Linked DNA regions of Mus musculus: regions 1 and 2 are each linked to region 3. The links are chromatin contacts, called in public HiCAR-type and promoter capture Hi-C maps. All regions are on one chromosome and are shown on one strand. Each heading gives the region's core, a stretch centred on a gene start, on an enhancer-like site or on the middle of the called end of the contact. The rest is flanking DNA. Distances are from core to core; before and after follow the strand shown. Region 1 overlaps Chd7 (chromodomain helicase DNA binding protein 7). Region 2 has its middle 19 kb from the start of Gm8273. Region 3 has its middle 53 kb from the start of Gm50597.

Region 1 (2,700 bases), core at 114-2,613, 320 kb after region 3:
ACAATCAGAAAAAATGCTTCACTTCCTAGTAGTTATGCATTAAATGCACCCTAGAGAAACATTTTAATAACTGGGGTGTAACTCAAAGAGAGTTCACAAGATGCACTGGTGCCGAGGTGAGAGGGGGGCACAGGACTGTGACCGAAGGGGACCATCAGCATGGGCAGAAGCTCGATGCCACTTGCAAGCAGCTCAGAGCTGGCAAGCACTGTTGGGCCTCTGGCCCATGCTCCTCTTCACAGATGAAAAAAGCCCTTATATAAGTTAATGGAACCTAGATTAAAGTTTGAATGGCAAACAGTTCCCTGAATGGACAGGCAACTGTAAGGAATGAGCAGGGATGAAGGCGGGCAGGGGCTCACATCAGCTCCACCTTGGTCAGAGACCAGGCCATGAAGCACAGCTTCTTCACCAAACAGAAGCACATTCCTCTCAAGGAACTCCATCAGAGCGCACGGTTAGGAACAGCGGGTAAGAGGACCAAGTGGGGACTGCTGGTCATTTCCCTGGGAATCAACAGGCAGGTCTAAACAAGTAAACAGCACAAAGAACCAGCAGTGAGCTGAGAAGGTAGCTCCTAGCCTTGGCCCAGCACGGACAAAACCCTGGGCTCCATCCCGAGTGCCACGAGATTTCTAAATCTTTTTGAAATTAAAGACATCAAAATCAGCACTAAGAGCAACAAATACACACGAAGGCAATAGGAGTTAGAAATCCTTGAGCTGTAAATGATGTCATTCTAAGTTAGTTTTTATTGGACAGTGTCACACTGATGTTCTACTTAATGCAGATTCTAGAAATTCTAGAAATTCTCGGGCCTTTGTGCCCGAGCTTTAATGCAGTACCACAGTGCAGAGGTTTTATTCACAGGCACAGATCAGAAACCTATCCAGGAAAGGGACGAATTCAAAACACCTTTCGGATGCAAATAATTCCTCTAGTTCAAGCCCTCGGACAGCAGAGCTCTTCCCTGAATGTCCAGCACACTTTGGCAAGTATGAAGTTTTGTAGGGTGTTTGCCCGTGAGATACTGAGGATTTCCGGGCTCCCTGCTAGCTCCACTGTGGGTGGCTTGCTCAACTTCTCTCCTTTACCTCCAAAGGTCCTGAAAAGAACTGGCAGAGACTCTGCATGGAGGGAAGTATACATCAGTTTCCCAAGGCATGCCCTGCCGCTGGAACACAGTGTATCACCACCCTCCCCACAACCCAGAAAGAGGCCACTCTGTCACCAAGGAGACAGTACTATCAAGACAAGAACGGAATCCACATGGTGATAAGTGAACACACAGAAGATAAAGGGTTCGCTGCTGAGCCTGAATTCAAACTGAAAGTACTAAACAGAGCCCATGGGCAGCCACCTCCCCACTGGCAACACAGCCTTCAACAGCCAACTTGGAAAGAGGCAAGTCCAGTGGGGCCAAGGCTTGCCTTTGGGCAAGGCATCTCTCCAGATGACAAACATCCAGATAAAGAAATCAGGAAGTGCCTCCAAATCACAACATCAGAACCTCAGTTCATCACCAGGCAGCTTCAAATCTGCCTCCTGGACTAAGCGGGGCCCTTCCGGAACTCTCTGGCCAAGATCACATTTTCCTCCACGTTAATGTCCCTGGGCACTGTGGGGTACGCTACGGTTGTGCTCCCTAAGCCAGCCATGTGTTGCCTTTTAAAATCATTAAAAATAAATGAATTTTAAAATGCAGTTCTGACTCTTAAAAACCACATGAATTCAAGTGTTCAAGGGCTACTCATCAGACAGGGCAAAGATGTAACACCTGTGGCGGTGCAGAAACCCACCGACAAAAACGCTACCCACTGCTTCCTGAAGGTCCCGTTGGAGAAAGACCATTTTGAATAGTGACAATCTTGGTCACGAAAGTTTGTATTGATTCAAAGGCCAATATCATCCCCTGCGCTATACTATGTGGTATTTTTCTATATGTTCATTTTAACTACACTTTCAACCTACCACATCTCTCCTTCCTCAATTTCCTAACACAGATTTCCATTTTGATCATTTTAGGAATAATTCTGAACTGTACAGAAAATTATTTAGAATGGTGGTGTTCCTTTTGAAGGCATGGATTAGTCCAAATAATGTATTAAAAATAAACCTGGGAGCTAGAAGTGGTGTGGCTCACACCTTTAATCCCAGCATTCAGGAGGTAGGGGCAGGTGGAGTTCACTGTGAGTGTAAGGTCAGCCTGGTCTACTTATCCAATCCCAATCCAGTGCTACTGAGTGAGAGCCTGTCTTAAAAACACCACCACAGAAGTAAATAAAGGAGTGAATAAACAAACAAGGTATGAATGAGAGACTGGTCATGCAACTTCACATGGAGGGCACGCTTAGTAAATATATGACCTTGGATTTGATCCCCAGAACCATAAAGTGAGTTTTAAACCTTAACAATGATTGCAGGGACGGCGTGTATTTTTTTTCACCAGATAATAACCAATCATGATGATGTAAGACATCCGACACCCTGCATATCCAACACTCAACCAAACAGATGTGGCCCTGTCCCCAGGCAGCCAGCTGCTCTAGTAAATCCCCTGGAGGATTCCGAACTCGCTCAGTTTGCTGGGCTGTCTCAGGTCTGTCTAGACCTAGACCACCTCACCATCCTCCTGTCCCTGCAGGACCACATCCTCCTCCTGCTCCTTCTCCCTCAGCTGGACTCTGCCACGGAGTCAGG
Region 2 (2,700 bases), core at 90-2,589, 400 kb after region 3:
ATGAGGCCATTTGAAAGTCCAGTACTTCCCTATGTGGCGAGACAGTGCAGACATGGGTCCTGAGGAAGGCTGTTGGTGAAGCCCAGAGCATCTGAACGACCATCTTCTTGAAGAGGAGCAGGAAGCTTTTCTGATGAAACTTCACGGTGCTGGGGTTGTGTCTAGCTGTGGCCTACTAACTTTGTCACCTTGAGCTCATCTCTTACCTCCAAAGAACTCCAAGGCCAGCATCCTCCATCCTTACCTACCTGTGAGGCAGAGATAGTAATTGTGCCAACCGTATAGAACTCATTGTGCCAAAGGAAGCCATGCACAAACCCACCATGCTCCACCCAAGACAAAGTTAAATGTCCAATGGCAGTGTGGGTGTTTTATTTCCCAACAGAATGGTCACAAGAAATAAGGACATAGAGCCAGGTATGGTGGTGCTTACCTTTAATTTCAGCACCCTGGAGGCAGAGGCAAATGTTTGTGAGTTCCAGGCCAGCCCGATCTATAAAGTGAGTTCCAGGATAGTGAGTTCCTTTTTTCCTGTCTAAAAAAGTAGAAAAAAAGAAAGAAAGAAAGAAAGAAAGAAAGAAAGAAAGAAAGAAAGGAAGGAAGAAAGGAAAAGAGAAAGGAAAAAAGAAAGGAAGGAAGGAAGGAAGGAAGGAAGGAAGGAAGGAAGGAAGGAAGGAAGGAAGGAGAAATGAGGACAGGTCTAGAGTGTATAGTGCGACAGAAAACTATTGGAAGTGGCAATGGTGCCCCGGTGGAATGGAGGAATCTAAGGTCTTTGTCCACTGAGGTCATCTGGAGGTCAATGATGACATCATCATGTTCGGCTCATGATGATGTGTAGAATGCAACCAGAGAACAGATAATTAAGCAAGAAGCGCCAGTGGCAACGGGAACAGTGGAAGCTGTGTGCTTCCTTATTTGGATACGAGGAACTTGGGCAGCGAAGACAAGGGAGCCCTTTTGCAGAAGGATGGGAGTTGAGGGGCAGGAGACACTGTCCTCAGCTAGGTAGAGATGGGAGATGTCCAGCAGCCTGCTCCAAAACTCTGGGAGATTGGAAAAAAAAAATCCAGAGAGAGTTAAGGAAGGGAGCTGGGTTTCTGAGGTCTTGGTGGAAGGTGTCTGATGTTAGAATCAGCTTCATACAACAAGGATGGCCAGAGCAGCACAGGGTGGGCCCCCTTAGTGTCAAACGGGCAGGCAGGTGGCAGTCTATACCCTCTGTACTGTTGAGAAGAATGTTCTGTGGCCTTTGAAGTCACCTCCTTTATGTGACAGGAAAAGGGTGAGAATTAATCGCTTCTCTGAGTGGGCCGTGGTGGAATAGAGCCCCCCAGCTGCTGGAGGTGGAACTGCAGCTGTCTGATACTAGCGCTGGAAGAGAGCCCAGCCCCCAAAGCTAAGGGGAGACACAGCTCAAAGAAAACACAGCCTGCGACAGGCAGAGGCCCCATGGAGTGCTAGAACGGGAAACATTTTTTGTAAACACTGTTCTCTTCTCTCTACTCATCGCCTTTATTTCCACTCTACCTCATACCATGTCTGTCTCATCCTGATGTTAAGGCCAAAGAGCCGGTTAAGACAGGAAAACCTGTATCTGGAAACGTATTCACCTGCTTTGTGCTAAAATGCTCCAGAAGTATGGAGCGTGGCCTTCTGATAAGGGTAAGAGTTGGGAAGGATACATTGAAATCTACATTTGCCTACCCCACCCCTGTGCCTGCCCCTCTTTTCCTCTGCCCCTCCCTGAAAACCGAAGAAAAACATGCATGCTAATTGAACCCTCTGAGCTACACCCCCCACTCTTTTTACTTCTTAATATTTTGAGACATCTCACTAAGTTGCCAAGGCAGGTGTTGAATTTTGACTTTTAGTGTCTTAGCTTCCCCTCTATCACAGATCTGGAATTAAGACATGGCATAGGGACTCATTTGAAAAGCACTCTTGGGGCTGGAGAGATGGCTTAGAGGTTGGCTAAGCCATCTGAACTGACTGCTCTTCCAGAGGTCTTGAGTTCAGTTCCCAGCAACCACATGGTGGCTCATATCCATCTTAATGGGATCTGATACCCAATTCTAACGTGTCTGAAGACAGCGACAGTGTACTCATATACATAAAATAAATAATTCTTAAAAAAAAAAAACCAAAGCCCACTCGAGCCTTGAATTTGTGTGGGGCTGGGATACATTGTTTTTCTGCCAAGGCTTAGTGAGGCTGTATCTATTATCCCAGCTGTGGAAGCTGAAGCAGGAGGATCACTTGAACCTCTAAGTTGGAGACTAGCCTGGGCAACATAGTGAAAACTATTTCATAAAACAAAACAACAATAAATGTTCTTTTTTTGTGTGTGTGTGTGTGTGTGTGTGTGTATTTGAGTCAGGGTTTCTCTGTGTAGCCTTCCCTGTCCTGGAACTCACTCTGTTCACTAGGCTAAGTTCAAACTCAAACCAGCTGCCTCTGCCTGTCTCTGCCTCCCAAGAACTAGAATTAAAGCCTGTGTCACCATCATCTGCCTCAAAATGTTCTATTTTTAAAAAAGATTTATTTATTTATATGTAAATACACTGTAGCTGTCCTCAGACACTCCAGAAGAGGGCACCAGATTTCATTATGGATGGTTGTGAGCCACCATGTGGTTGCTGGGATTTGAACTCAGGACCTTTGGAAGAGCAGACAGTGCTCTTAACCACTGAGCCATGT
Region 3 (2,707 bases), core at 147-2,646:
GTGTGCCCCCACGCCCAGCTTGATCTTTTCTGAATCACAACTGATTCTTAATCCCCTGATGATCACTATTAATTGTTCCGGCAAAACAAAGGTTTTACTTTAGAGGTTCTGGCCTCTCATTACTCAGACAATTCTTAAACTCCAGCTGACCAGAATCATATATTCTTAAAGCACACAAATGGCCCTTTAGAGTCTTTGCTTCCCTCTGAAACTTCACAAGCCACCACCTTCACCAATTCTGCCACTCTTGTCTTCCCCACAGAACAGCCCACTGATCTCTGATCACCCGATAGCTTTTTTAGCTCAAATTTCCAAACTTCACAACCCTCCCAATACCACCCGGGCAGGTCTGTAATGGCAATAGTCCACTCTCTGAATGCTCAGAACCAAACGTGGGTCCTCTGCATGAGAGGAACATGCTCTTAATCACCATCTCTCTCTACCTCTATACTTTCTTGCCACAGCTTCTTAGCTTGCTAAGAAGTATTTTAATACATTTGGTTCATGAGATTAAAATTAATAGGAACAACATAATAACAAAATCAGTGATATAGTATCATTACCATTAATAAACAGAATTGCAACCACATCTGTCCCTTTGTCCCAGCCCTCTTGTGTTTAGTCATTCCATTCCCCACTATGGATTAGCTGGGTTAAACACTTTTTTCTCTTCAAACACAATTGGAATAGCATTTTTCTTTTCTTCTTTTCTTTTCTTTTCCTTTCTTTTTCCTCCTTCTCCTCTTCTTCCTCTCCTCCTCCTCCTCTTCCTTCTCATCTTCCTCCTTTACCTCCTCCTCCTCTTTCTCTTTCTCGTTCTCCTCCTCCTCCTTCTTCTTCCTCTTCCTTCTCCTCCTTCTCTTCCTCTTCCTCCTCCTCTTCCTCTTCCTCCTCTTCCTCCTCCTCTTTTCCTCCTCCTCCTCCTCTTCTCCTCTTCTTTTTCCTCCTCTTCCTCCTCCTCTTCTCCTCCTCCTCCTCCTCCTTCTTCCTGTATCTCTGCCTGACATGCCAGTCTCTCGGGTGTGTGCTCAGCTCACACAGGCCAGTCCTTGGGATGAATGGTCAACACACAGCAGCCATCTGAGACACCTTCTCATGGACCTTAGCTCAGCCTGCTCCAGGGACTTCAACACCTACTTTGCCTTGCCTCAGTCAGGGAAATGACTGCTCTCTCTATCTTGCTTCCTTACTTTCCCTTACTTAGCTTGATACCATGGACAATATAACATTTAGCACACTATTTATAGGTATGTCTTCCTGTGCTTTACTGGGGTGAACAGCGGAAAGCCTTTGTCTTATTTGTGTAGTAAGGATTTTAAGACCTCTGGTTCTAACTGTGTGAGTGTGAGTCACATGTCTAAACATTTTTGGGTCTAGGTTTCACCCTTGAAACAATGGGACTAAGAATAATCTCTGTGTCATAGACGAGGAATGAGGAGCAAATGAAGTCATAGACTTAGCAGGGAGTCTGATACACAATAAACAGTGAGATGTGTTCAGAAAGGAAGTATGCCAGAACAATTCTTCACTGGTTCAAAGGTTGAACATTTGGATCAAAACTTTGAAGTAGTAATAAGTGACCTGGTCACAAACATTGATTTAGAAGGACAAATGGACAAAGAACATGACCAGATGCAAGGATATGATAAGTCACTTCTTTAGGTCTGGGGATCAAAATGCCATTAAAATACTATTAGTCTTCCTGAGTTTCAAGGTTTTCTCTTTCTTTCTTTCTTTCTTTCTTTCTTTCTTTCTTTCTTTCTTTCTTTCTTTCTTTCTTTCTTTCTTTCTTTCGTTCAGCTTTCTTTTTTTCTTTCTCTCTTTCTTTCTTCCTTCCTTCCTTCCTTTCTTCCTTTCTTCCTTTCTTTCTTTCTTCTTTCGTGTGTGTGTGTGTGTGTGTGTGTGTGTGTGTGTGTGTGCTATGTGCATGCTGTGACTTTATGCACTGGTGCCTCACTCAGTGGGAAGCTCACTGTTTCTGCTAGACTGGCTCACCACTGAGTACCTGGTACACACATGTCTCCATCATCTTTAATTGAGAGGTTACTAGCATGTTCTAGATTTTCATGGTCAGAGTCCTCCTAGTTGTCATGGAGTGGCATTAAACTGTCTCCACACCTAGCCCCAGGGGAATGCTTGTAACCCAGGTCTCAGTCATCCTCATAAACCATAAAGAACAGAGGCCACAACAGTGAGACTCGGGAACATTCTCTACTACATGATCTAAGAAGAGGCAACTGAGACTAAACATAAGACAATGCCCTGGTTCTCCGGAGGCTCTTTTGGTGCACATAAGATTTCATGCTGAAGTCAACACAATCGAAGGCTTTGACACAACACAAAAATGACCAGGTGGTACTGATATGCAGAGCCTGAATGGTGGTGTGCCAGAGCTAACCTACTCCTCTCAGCTTCTGTGAGTCAATAAATCCTTTTTGTGACTAAGCCAGTTTGGGTTGGGTTTTTTTTTTCCCCCTGTGTTTGCAACTAAATAATCCCAACAGACATCCATCAAAGTACCCTTCCCCAATGGGAGCCTCACACTTTGATTCTGTAAAAAAGATAACTGGTTTCTTTAGCCAGCTCCACTGTGAACGAACCAGGCATGTTAGAGAGTACTGTGTGGGTAAGGGATGCTATCTTTCCTTTGGGGGTGCCTGCGGTTCACATTTCTGAATGGGCCAGAAACGCCTATAAATTTCACCTG

Evidence for each region. HiCAR-type assays count read pairs that join an accessible place to other places. Capture Hi-C pulls out chosen DNA fragments and counts their contacts.
Region 1: a contact with region 3 is called in a promoter capture Hi-C map of adipose tissue. The contact joins two enhancer-like sites. A contact is called at or near these places in 1 of 15 datasets of contacts at CTCF or cohesin (large pre-B cells), 2 of 484 Hi-C or Micro-C datasets (bone marrow-derived macrophages and nephron progenitors), 2 of 115 datasets of contacts at active chromatin or transcription factors (embryonic basal ganglia and embryonic stem cells) and 2 of 9 other capture datasets (adipose tissue and liver).
Region 2: a HiCAR-type map of Th17 cells shows a contact between it and region 3, with 11 times the contacts expected there. The contact joins two enhancer-like sites. A contact is called at or near these places in 2 of 484 Hi-C or Micro-C datasets (bone marrow-derived macrophages and immediate neuronal precursor) and 3 of 115 datasets of contacts at active chromatin or transcription factors (T-cell acute lymphoblastic leukemia, Th17 cells and regulatory T cells).

Annotation. Positions count from the first base shown.
Region 1 is chr4:8,745,959-8,748,658 of GRCm38.p6, reverse strand. The region is part of intron 1 of Chd7 (chromodomain helicase DNA binding protein 7); the gene reads right to left. Among named protein-coding and RNA genes, the nearest start is that of Gm46841, 30 kb to the right of the region's middle. Within about 2 kb of position 1,363, at least 21 of the 459 cell types and tissues checked have an H3K27ac peak or open chromatin away from gene starts, as enhancers often do. A contact at or near this core is called in adipose tissue, where this site is marked.
Region 2 is chr4:8,665,495-8,668,194 of GRCm38.p6, reverse strand. No RefSeq gene overlaps it. Among named protein-coding and RNA genes, the nearest start is that of Gm8273, 19 kb to the right of the region's middle. Within about 2 kb of position 1,339, at least 126 of the 459 cell types and tissues checked have an H3K27ac peak or open chromatin away from gene starts, as enhancers often do. A contact at or near this core is called in Th17 cells and bone marrow-derived macrophages, where this site is marked.
Region 3 is chr4:9,066,755-9,069,461 of GRCm38.p6, reverse strand. No RefSeq gene overlaps it. Among named protein-coding and RNA genes, the nearest start is that of Gm50597, 53 kb to the left of the region's middle. Within about 2 kb of position 1,396, at least 55 of the 459 cell types and tissues checked have an H3K27ac peak or open chromatin away from gene starts, as enhancers often do. A contact at or near this core is called in Th17 cells, adipose tissue and bone marrow-derived macrophages, where this site is marked.